Regions from separate parts of the Pan troglodytes genome. Here region 1 is linked to region 2. The links are chromatin contacts, called in public Hi-C maps. All regions are on one chromosome and are shown on one strand. The core of a region is the stretch at or near the end of the contact, and the rest is flanking DNA. Distances in the headings are between cores, read along the strand shown. Region 1 holds the start of TNRC6C (trinucleotide repeat containing adaptor 6C). Region 2 has its middle 190 kb from the start of TNRC6C.

Region 1 (5,570 bases), core at 832-3,331, 190 kb after region 2:
AGGGGGATAAGAAAGGGAACCAAAGACAATGCTAAATAATGTATTTTGGTTCAATTTTCCAAAAAGTGAAGCTCTGCTTATCACAATGATTGGTCCACTCTGGTCCACCCAGATACCTGGATTCCTCATTTATGTAGCAGCAGTCTACTTCGTGGGCGCTGCCTATTTTGAAGATGTTATTTTGCACTCCCTTCTGGAGCATGTGATAATACCTCTACCTTTGAGAAATACAAAAGATGTAGGTTCCCTGCAGACGAGAATTAAATGAACGTAAATAAAATGAATAGACAAGGCAGAAGCCTCCATGTCAGCTCCCTCTGCCTTCAGATCCTTCTAAGGGATGTGGGTTCTCGGGAGGGGAAATACACAACACGATACAACAGACATTTGACGACCCTTTAGAGGGTGGTTGTGAATCTGACTACCGGAGGGCTTAAAATATGGCAGTAAGAAGAAAGGAGCTCACGGGACCCTGAAAGGAAACGAGAGCGGGGAATTTGTCTCTTTCATCCACAGTCGTTTCAAAGCATGACACTTGCGGTAACAAAATTGCATTGCGAAAGTACTAGTGTGTTATTATCTCCTCTTCAAGACAGGGACACGTAGACAGGGAATGGCCTCTTCCAATACCAACTTCCAAGTAGCACTGCTGATCCTCCACTGAACGATGGGGGAAAAGCTAGCCTGCTTCTGCGACCTTGCATGAAAATGGAGAAAATTCTTGGTTTCAAAATCTTCTCCTGGCTTGAACCGAAAGTTAAAAAGGGACTTTTCGAATTGCACATTGCGCCTGACCTTACCTACCACTAATGAATAATGGATATCGAGGAGCCGTGGAATGGAGGATCACGGCGGCGTACGGAGCACCGGGGAGGAATCGTGGGGTGCGTAGGCGCCGGAGCGCCCGGGTTCGGCCCGGACCGAAGGCTTGCGCGGTGAAGGTGTGGTGTCTGTGCTCCGGGGAAAGGGCTGTCTCCCCGGGGGGACTGTTTCGCAGCGAGGCTTGTTTTGCTCGCAGCTGGGCGCTCCCTGGGGAGCGACTGAGCGCAAGGGCGGGCCGGGAGGCGCGAGGCGAGCACGATGCTCCAGGGCCCCAAGGACTCGTGTGCGTGTGCAAAGTGGGGCGGTGCAGGGCGTGTGCACGGCACGGGCAGGACGCGCGCCGGTGCGGGCGCCGGGCGCCGCCGGGCGCAATTACAGCATAAAGCCCGGGCGCCGCGGGGCGCTGGCCCGGAGAACCCATCGGACGCGCAGAACCGGGTCGGCACCCCTCCCGCCAGCACCCTAACGCGGAGCCACAGCGCCCAGGGACCGGAGGGCAGGCGGCGGCGGTAAAGGACACCACGCAAGTCTCCACGTAACCCCCCCCGAGGAGCGCAAGCTCCCAGGACTGGCGCGCGTCCCGGCCACTCGGAGCGCGCACCGCTCGCACCCCGGCGCGCTCCCCGCGCGGTGCAGGGAACCACAGCGCGGGCGGGTATTAAGGGGAAAGGAGGAGGCGTGGCCTGGCCGAGGAGCCAATGGGCCTGGGAGGGGCGCGCGGGGGAGGAGCTCAGGTGCAGAGTGCCGATTGGCCAGTTCGCCCTTCGGTATGCAGATGCGGTGGGAGTCACGTGCCAGGGGCCGGGACGACTTCCTGTTGGAGGCCAACGCGGGGCGGGGAAGGGGGCGCGAGCGCCCCGTCTGGCTGAAGCGGGGGGAGGGGGGTTCTTGTCAGTTAGAGCAACAAGATGGCCGCGGTGGCAGCTCCGCACCTCAGCGCGACGGCCCCGGGAGCCGCAGCCGCCGCCGCCGACCCCGCCGCCGCGCAGTCTTGAGCGCCGCCCGGGCCGCCCCCTGACAGGGCAGTCGCAGCGCCCGCCGCGCTCCCGCCGCCGTCACCGTCGCAGTCGCCGCGGGCCCGCCCGAGCCGGAGGCAGAGGGAGCGGAGCGGCCCCGCGCCCAGCCGTCCGCAGCTGCCACTGACGCCGCCGCCGCCGCCGCCGCCTCCTAGGACCCGGGCCGCGCCGGAGCCGCATCCCGCCGGGCGTGAGGAGGACGACGCGTCGCGGCGTTGCCGGGGCCGGACCTGGACCTGCCGGGACGCGCCGCCGCCCACCCGCCCGCGCCGCCGCCGCAGCCGCCGCCGCCGCCCGCGCCGGGACCTGAGTCCGTGGCGCCGGCGCTGAGCGGGCCCCCGCCGCCCGCGCACTCCCGAGGCCCTTGGGCGGTTGTTGGTGTCGCCGCCGCCGCCAGGCCCGCGCCACCGGAGCCCCGCGGAGCCGCCGCCGCCGCCGGGGACGGAGCCCAGGTGAGCGCGGCCGTCCGCCCGCTCCTCGCCGCAGCCGCAACTTTGCCGGGAGGTTCGCGGGCCCTTTGTTCGGCCGAGCCGAGCCGGGGCGGGCGCTGGCCCCTAGCGACCCGCGTGCGGCGCCGGGCCCCGGGCCGGCCGGGTTTGAGGGGAGCGGCGGGAAGCGGCCGGGGCCGGGGCGCGTGTGTGCTAGTGTGAGACAGGGCTGTGCAGACGCCCGGTGTGCATCACAATCAAACGGGAGTGGAATGGAGGGCTGAAGATGGATGTGCCCCCTCCCTTTTAAAACTCATGCAGCGGTGAAATTCGGTTCTCTCCGGGCAGCCCCCCGCAGATTTTGCATTGGTGATGGCAGGCGCGAACCCGCCGTGTTTTGGTGCAGGAGCCCGGTGCCGTTGTTTGGGGGAAGAGAAAAACCCGGGGCGTGCTGCGGGTGGGCGGAGAAGGACCCCTGGGCGCTCTGCGGCTCTGAAATCAGGTGGATTTTCTAACGGTGCCGCGGACTGCGGAGTAATGCGTATGAGGAAAACGAGCCGTACAACATCTGTCCTGTTATCAGATAACGTAACCCGAGAGCCTGGTTGCCACCTCTGCTTTAAGCGGTGCCTCCTTTGCACCTTTACCTTGAGGACGAGATTTAATTAATTGATTCGTAGCTATGAAAATGTGCAGATGTGGATGTGGGGGTTCCCTGCTTGTTAACCTGGGGAAGAAATAACTGGCATGCATGTTACACGGAGCTTTGGGGATCTTAGCAAAAATGAAGGCTTGCTGCTTGGATGTTGTGCCGGGAGGTAGGGGAGGAGGAGCCGCTAGATCGTGGCTGCACCTATTGCATTCGAAGGCATTTGACGGTATTGGTGATTCTGCACGTAATTAGTGGAGTTGTCTTCAAACCTTTGCCTCCGCCAAATGAAACCTCCATTTGAGTGGTCCGCTCGGTTATTTCTAGGCGTGAACTGCGGATTCTAAACTCAAAATGGTGCTCTGTAGATGTCCAACTTCAGCGTCTTTAAGGAGTTGCAAGTTGGAGCCTTCTGACTGGGTTAATCCATTGTGTAGCCGAGGTTCGGTTTTTCTCGAGTGTCTGGTGTTCACGTTGACGTACTTCGGCCAGTACAAGGTAGCCAATTTATGGTGATCGCTGTGAGAGCCTCGTACGTCCCTGAATGTAATTTGAGCCTGCATAAGGCTTACTTTATGCAAGTGATTTCCTGCAGTTGGAATTGAATAACTATGCGAATGAGTTGAGACCCTGGAAACCTGGTTTGAGTGATTTCAGAGGACAGTGGTAGCTGGTTTGAAATGTGTAGGGGGTGTTGGCAATGATATTCATAGATTCCAGATCCTTCAGTACTGTGTGAAAGAATAAATGATACAACTTAGCCCCAGGTCAGATGAACTTGGTTAGTAGAGGGCACCTTGAAGAAATTTACATTGTTCCAGAACCACAGAGGTGGCAATGGTCTTTGAACATGTTTCACTGTAGCACCCCTAGGATGCTTTGTTGGGGAAAATAATGCAAAACAGGGTTTTTAAAATGACTAGTTCAGTTGTCGGAATTAATTTTGTGTGTATTAATAGAACAAAGTAATGATGTGAACAGTTGTAACTTTATTTACCTATACTGAAAGTTTTTTTCTACAGAAAGTTTTTAATATTTATTTTCATAAGAATAGACATTCTTGGAAGCTGTTTTTCATACAGATTTCTCATGACCTGACCATAGGCATAGTCAGGCCGTGAGAAATTGATAGCTCAGAAAATGGTAATAGTAAACACACACACACACTCGTTTTTATTATAAGGATCTGATTTTAAAAGCTCGTTTGTAACTCTTCTGTGCTTCTTGTCCAAAACAAAGACCTTGCCGACCTTACCTCGGTTTTACTTTTTTTTTTTTTTTTTTTGAGACAGTTTCGTTCTTGTTGCCCAGGCTGGAGTGCAATGGCACGATCTCGGCTCACTGCAACCTCCGCCTCCCGGGTTCAAGCGATTCTCTTGCCTCACCCTCCCGAGTAGCAGGGATTACAGGTGCCCGCCGCCACGCCCGGCTAATTTTTGTATTTTTAGTAGAGACGGGGTTTTGCCATGTTGGCCAGGCTGGTCTCGAACTCCTGACCTCAGGTGATCCGCCTGTCTCGGCCTCCCAAAGTGCTGGGATTACAGGCGTGAGCCACCACGCTCGGCCGGTTTTACTTTTAAGGTATGAAATTAAATACGGTTGATACTGAGACTGTCATAAGGTTTAATCTTAACAATTTCATTTCGGATTCTGCCATTTAAATATTCTGGTAGTAACCTGGAGTATATGTAAGTGTTGATTTTAGATTTTCGTCCTTCGTGTTTATTGCGGGGGGCGAGGGTGGGTTTCGAGTAGCATATGTCTTAACACTAACATATTATTTCGTAACAGGTTTACATTTATATTTAGTTGGCTTAGGAACTTTGGAGTAAATAGTTGCCTTTAGAATGCTGATTGTGAAGGTAGAGTGGAATGAACTGTTTCGTTTGACATTCAGTGATTAAAAGATAACTAAGTCATACAGAGGATATATGAAACTAAATACAGTATTTTTCATCACCGCTACCGCCACCTTTTTGTTAAACAGCTGGCTTTCCTGAGATACATTTGTGCTTTTCCAAATGCTGTCATCTGGCTTACTTCCAAAACCAAGCCAGAGGAGGGTCAGGGCTGGAGTAGGACAACCTTTCTCCTTAATGAAGGGAGTTTCCAGTTTGGAAAGAAATGGAAGACACAGTTCCTGCAGTGCTGGCTGGGAATGAGGTATTTACATTAACTCTCCAACCCCAATTGAAGGGGATGAGGTCTTGATTGTAACTTAGTCTTGCTTGGCCCAGGAAAATGATGCTAACTTGACATTTTTAAAAAAAGACTACTGATGAAAGTTAATTGTTTGCTTTGAGTATATAGAGTATCTTTGGCATCGTAGAAGTTCACCAACAACCTTTTAAGATTGAAAAACCATTTAAAAGACTATTTGGGGGTCTTTTTGGCCTTCCCCAGTAGGAATTGGAGCATTCGATTGCATGCTTATGCTTTGGATGACTGTTTATCTTTCAGTCAGGGTTTATTGTGCAAAGGTGATACTTAAGATTTTATAAGAAAGAAAATCGTTTGGCTGTGAACTCTAGGCTGTCCTGTATACCAAAGTAAAACACATGGGACAATTAAGATTTGGGGATAGAGCAAGCAAAGATTACCAAGAGCAACTGAAGCTGGTGGAGAAGGCACAAGAAATGGAGAGGAGGAGACAGG
Region 2 (5,538 bases), core at 810-3,309:
GGATCCCTGGGCGCCCACTTCTCCGAGGGAGGGCTGGACGCCTCCTCCTGTCTGAGGTCAGGGCAGCAGTCTTCCCAGCCCCAGGATTCTCAAGCCCATGGTGGCCTCTCCTGGTCTGATTCTCACCTCGCCTACTCACTGTGGGCCCCAGGCAGAGGCCCAGGGAGAATTTCTTCTCACCTCTGACGCAGACCCCGAAGGACTGAGGACAGCACCCCCACTGCGTCATCTGATGACGCAGGGAGGGAGGGCTTCCCCCAGCCCACCCCCGGCTGCAGCCGACCCTCTAGAGCCTGCCCCAGCCTGCCAGGCTCCGTCCTCTGAGACCAGCCTTCAGCAAGCGTGGGACGGCTCAGCCCAGGCACCTCGTCAGCATGACTCAGTGCTAAATGATCAGATGAAATGGGCCTTCCCAAGGCCCAGCTGGAGGTGATGAGCTTCAGCAAGGAATTTGTTTTACCTCAAACTGGGATGTTTAACCCCAGGATGGGAAAAAAAAAAAAGAAAGAAATCCCTGCTCACTGCCTTCCCTGGTGATTTCCCTCTGTGTGTGGAGGGGCTGAGTTGCTGGGCTGTTTGCAGGGACAGTTGGATGGAGCTAGATTCCATGGCGGGAAATGGTATCTCTTGTAGCCACTTAAGACAGAGTGAGCCCTGAGCAAGGCAGAGGCTGGGGTCTTCCCCCGTGTGGAGGCTCCCGGCATCTGATGCCTCCGATGTCAGGAAGGGAGCCCGGCCCGCCACAGCGGGACCCAAACCTCCATCACGTTCCCTGTGGAGGCACTGAGTGCAAGTCGGTTCTGGCTGGGACGAGTGAAGGTGGACTGATGCCCTGGTGAGATGCGAGCTGAGCCCCGGCTGCACCCCTTAGCAGCTGTATGACCGACAGAAGGTTCCCCGATCTCCCCAGCCTGGGGTTCCTCATTGCAAAACAGGGTCCCAGACTCCCAGGTCTGTTGCGAGGGCTTCTCTCGGCACAGAGCCTGGCACATGCCAGGTGCTTGTAGGGGGCCTCAAATGGAGTCAAGAGATGGAGAAAGACGGCTGGACTCCAGGGCAAGCCAAGGTCAAGGGGTCAGGAGTTTCTCCTGAGGCTAAAGGGGACCCTAACAGGGCACAGGGAGATAGAGATGTCTGCTGAGCTGGGGACAGGACCGGGCACCCTCTCAGGGGCCCTCTCAGGGGCCTGGGGAGACAGATGGCCTCGGCCTTGGGGCTGACAGGGCTGACACGGCAGAACGCAGCCTGCGCCTCCCTGGACCCACCCCAAGTGCTGGCCCTCATATCTGAGGCTCCTTCTTCTTTGCACGTGGTCTCTCACTCAGGATGCCTGAGGGCTGGCGCAGGTAACCCCAAGGTGACCCTGGGGTCTGGCGATGTGGGTCCTGGTCCCACCTCTGCCTCTTCCTTGCAGTGAGGTCTTGGGCACAAGACAACCCCAGAATGGAATGGGTCTAGGAGCGAGAATGGGGTGGGACGGGCATCTTCCAGGGGAGCTCCAACCTGGGCAGCCCCACCCAACATGCCCCAATCCCCAGGATTCAGGGTCTTCCCTCCCTGCAAACATCATTCTCCTCGCAGGCTCACAGGCTCATTACAGGCGAATCCCAACCCAGCCTCAGGGCCTCAAGGGCAAAGGGAGGGCAGACAGGCTCCTGCTCCAGTCCTGGCTCCTGTGTGACCTCAGGCAAGTCACATAACCTCTCTGAGCCTCCAGGTCCTACCTCAAGGAAAGCGAATAATGAGCTCTGCCTTCCAAGGCTGCTGTGGCAATGAAATGTCACATGTCATGTAGTTTCAAATAAGGTCATGTGTATAAAATGTGCGGGTGCTAGGAGCCACCCAGCACATGCTGGTTCCTTTCCTGTCCCTGGACCTAACTCTGATCCCAGACTGCTGAGTTCCTGGAGAACGTTATGCCCTGGGTTGCAAGCCACCTGCCCATCCCAGGCCTGTCCAAGGTCCCCCAGGGCTTTGTTCTACCAGGCGACCGAAGGCATTCCCCTTCCTGCCCCCATCTGCCTGTTCCCAGGCCCTCCAGATGAGGCCGCTGTCTGCCCTCAACCCGCCCACAGCAGCCCGGCCCCTCCTAGCCCGCGTTTGCAGGGCTTGTTCAGCCGCTGTGTGTGAGCCTGCTGGAATCTCAGATCCCTCTCCCCTTATCCCATGTGACTCAGTCTCCTTCCACCCACGGAATCTCCTCCTGTCTCTCCCTGTGTCTATCCTCACCCCCTGCCTCGTGTAGGGTGGGAGACTGGAGTCCTGCCCACTGCTTCAGACCTCTCGTCCTGGAAGGCAGCCTTCTGGCTGGGCCCTGCCACCTGGGGCCACATCGGATTTTGCTGCATCTCCAGGGACCACCCTGCCCACCTCACTTCCCTTTTCCTCTTCCCACCAGGATGCCCTGATCCCCCTGCCCAACCCAGAGTCTGGGCTGTCCCCAGCCAGTCCCAGCTACGGGTTCCCAGTCTCCACTCTCCCCAACCCCTCTCCAGCAAAGGCCAGCTCTGCGCTTCTCCTCGCTAGAGCCTTGCCCTTCAGGCCCTCTTCTGGCTGAGATTCACCCAGCCTCCACCCCTCACCTGGGTGAATGGCACCTCTGGCCTCACAGTTTGGGTGTCAGATTCTGGAGTCAGGTGCACAGACCTCAAAGACTGCCTCTGGGCCACTGATGTGCTGAGTGATCTTGGGCGGGTCCACCCTCCCTTGCAGACCTTCAGTTTCCAGATCTGATAAAGCAGCAGTGATTATGCAGTTGAGTCGAACAATTAGAGTTTGAATTGCAAGAGTTCCCTTATGCTGGGATTTTCTGCCTCTGTCACCCCTGAGACAGCAAGACCAACTCCTCCTCCTCCTCCTCCTCCTCTTCCTCCTCCTTCTCCTCCTCGGTCTCCTCAATGTGAAGACAAGGAGGATGAAGACCTTTATGATGATCCACTTCCACTTAATGAATACTAGACTTTCTCTTCCTTATGATTTTCTTTTCTTTTCTTTTTTCTTTTTTCTTTTTTTTGTGATGGAGTCTCACTCTATCACCCAGGCTGGAGTACAGTGGCGTGATCTTGGCTGACTGCAACCTCCGCCTCCCAGGTTCAAGTGATTCTCCTGCCTCAGTCTCCCAGATAGCTGGGATTACAGGTGCCCGCCACCACCATGCCCAGCTAATTTTTGTATTGTTAGTAGAGATGGGGTTTCACCATGTTGCCCAGGCTGGTCTTGAACTCCTGACCTCAGGTGATCCCCCACCCCCAGCCTCCCAAAGTGCTGGCATTACAGGTGTGAGCCACCGCGCCCAGCCTCCTTATGATTTTCTTAATACCATTTTCTTTTCTGTAGCTTATTTGATTGTAAGATTACAGCATATCATACATATAACATCCAAAATATGTGTATTAGCTCTTGGTGCTATCAGTAAGGCTTCTGGTCAAAAGGAGGCTCTTAGCACTTACATTTTGAGGAGTCAAAAGTTATACCCAGATTTTCGGCTGTGTGGGGTCAGCACTCTAATCCCCACATTGTCCAGGAGTCAACTGCACAACCTCACAGAGCTGTCGTGGGACTGAACAGGACACCATACATCAAGGGCCTTGCACACAGTGAGTTCAATCCACTGAGGTTGGGCATAATAACCCCCAGGGTGGCAGACACAGCCCCCAATATCCCGATACACAAATCCTGTTTGGGGCCCTGCCACCTTTCTCCCGAGACACCAGCTGTTGGGCGTCCTCTGCTTCTGACGGGCCCCGTTGCATTCTGGCTTGACAAATGCCAGCTTTTGCCGAATCTCCCGCTCTGGGACGGGGGACATCACAGTTGGGCAGTTGGAGCAGAGAAGAGTGTTTGAAAGGGCATGCGGTATCTGGGCCATGGAGGAGGAAATGGGGCATTGGTGGGAGGGATGGCAGGGCTGCCAGCATCTGACCCAGGAGGCTGGGAGGAGGCTGCTGTGTGAATACATGCTCGGCCTCTCACAGTGGCTGCCGCCGCATTAGCCACTTGTGCTTCAGGGAACAGAGCATCCGTGATGGATGAGACTTTAATTAAAGTAATGAGACATTTATAGTCGTGGTTATCTCCAAAATTAGGCCTTTTAGCAATTATTCCTGGGGAATATTCCTCCGGTAGATAGCTCCCTTTTTAGAACAACGTCGGGGGGTGGTCTGTACCTGAGAGAGATTTTCCCAGCAGGCCCTGGGCTGTGACAGGTCAACGATGAGGTTTCTCTGGAAAACAGGATGTGGCTTCTGCCTCAGGTTTCTCTCCAGAGGAGCAAAAGTTCGATGACCCTGGGCACCTAGTCAGGTCATAGGACACTTCTAGTGCCCTCAGAGAGGGTGCCTTTGGGCTCAGAACCTGAAGATCTGGGTTCAAGTCCTGACTTGACAACCTTGCTGTTGCTGAGACTGTTTGCCAAGTGGGATGTGATGGTTGATACTGAGTGTCAGCTTGATTGGACTGAAGGATGCAAAGTATTAGTCCTGGGTGTGTCTGGCAGGGTGTTGCCAAAAGAGATTAACATTTGAGTCAGTGGGCTGCGAAAGGCAGACCCACCCTCAATCTGGTGGGCGCCATCTAATCAGCTTCCAGCGAATATAAAGGAGGCAGAAAAACGTGAAAAAGCGAGACCGGCCTAGCCTCCCAGCCTACATCTTTCTCTCGTGCTGGATGCTTCCTGTCCGTGAACATCAGACTCCAAGTTCTTCAGTTTTAAGACTCAGATTTGTTTTCCTTGCTCTTCAAACTTGCAGACAGCCCATTGTGGGACTTTGTGATTGTGTCAGTGAATATTTAATAAATTCCCCTTTATATCTATCTATCTATCCTATTAGCTCTGTCCCTCTAGAGAACCCTCACTAATACACGGGATGAAAAGCACATGGGCTGAGAGGCGCCAAAGCCAGAAGGTCTGTGAAAGTACTTTGTAAGGTCTCAAGCATCAGGCCCCAATATGTGACCATCATGTGTTCCTAACAGCAGATTCCAGAACATTCCTCTTTAAACTCCAGGACAGTCCCTTCCCTAGGGTAGGGCTTTGCCCCCAGAACTACTCATTGTCTGGGTTTCCAACACTGTTCATGGCCATTGATTAAAAAAAAAAAACAACCAATCAACAAACAACCTCATAAGCCCAGCAGACCGTGAAGGCCCCAGGAACTCAGGGCAGAAGTTAGCAATGTGGGTTCTGCCCTTGTTGGCCAGAAAGGTGCGGTGTGGCCATTTCACTTCCCTCGCTGGGCCTTGGATTTCCTTACCAGAAACATGATGGTCATAGTCACTGGCCAGTTGACTGCCCAGAGGTGGCACAAGGATGAAATGCAATTGGCCTAAGAGAACCGTACCATGAGCCTGAAGCATCTCATCATTCAACCCCACAAATCTCAGGACAAAGTCAGTGCTCCACGGTGTCCATCCCCGGCTCCTCCCTCCCTAACTGGCAGAGACCAGAGGGACACACACGTGCCTCAAGTTCACACAGCAACGTGGAACACCGAGGCCTCTCGTTTTCTGAGGCTTTTCCACCCATCCAAACCTTTGCCA

What was found. A called contact is a pair of places that touch in the nucleus more often than the background predicts.
Region 1: a Hi-C map of stem cell-derived neural progenitor cells shows a contact between it and region 2, with 2.5 times the contacts expected there. The contact joins the promoter of TNRC6C here to the enhancer-like site in region 2. A contact is called at or near these places in 1 of 7 Hi-C or Micro-C datasets (stem cell-derived neural progenitor cells), 1 of 1 datasets of contacts at active chromatin or transcription factors (stem cell-derived excitatory neurons) and 1 of 1 other capture datasets (stem cell-derived neural stem cells).

The regions. Positions count from the first base shown.
Region 1 is chr19:90,967,374-90,972,943 of NHGRI_mPanTro3-v2.0_pri, forward strand. It overlaps TNRC6C (trinucleotide repeat containing adaptor 6C), which reads left to right and starts at 2,082. Exons shown (of 22, transcript XM_063799369.1): 1 at 2,082-2,290.
Region 2 is chr19:90,780,927-90,786,464 of NHGRI_mPanTro3-v2.0_pri, forward strand. No RefSeq gene overlaps it. Among named protein-coding and RNA genes, the nearest start is that of TNRC6C, 190 kb to the right of the region's middle. Within about 2 kb of position 2,060, at least 4 of the 24 cell types and tissues checked have an H3K27ac peak or open chromatin away from gene starts, as enhancers often do. A contact at or near this core is called in stem cell-derived neural progenitor cells, where this site is marked.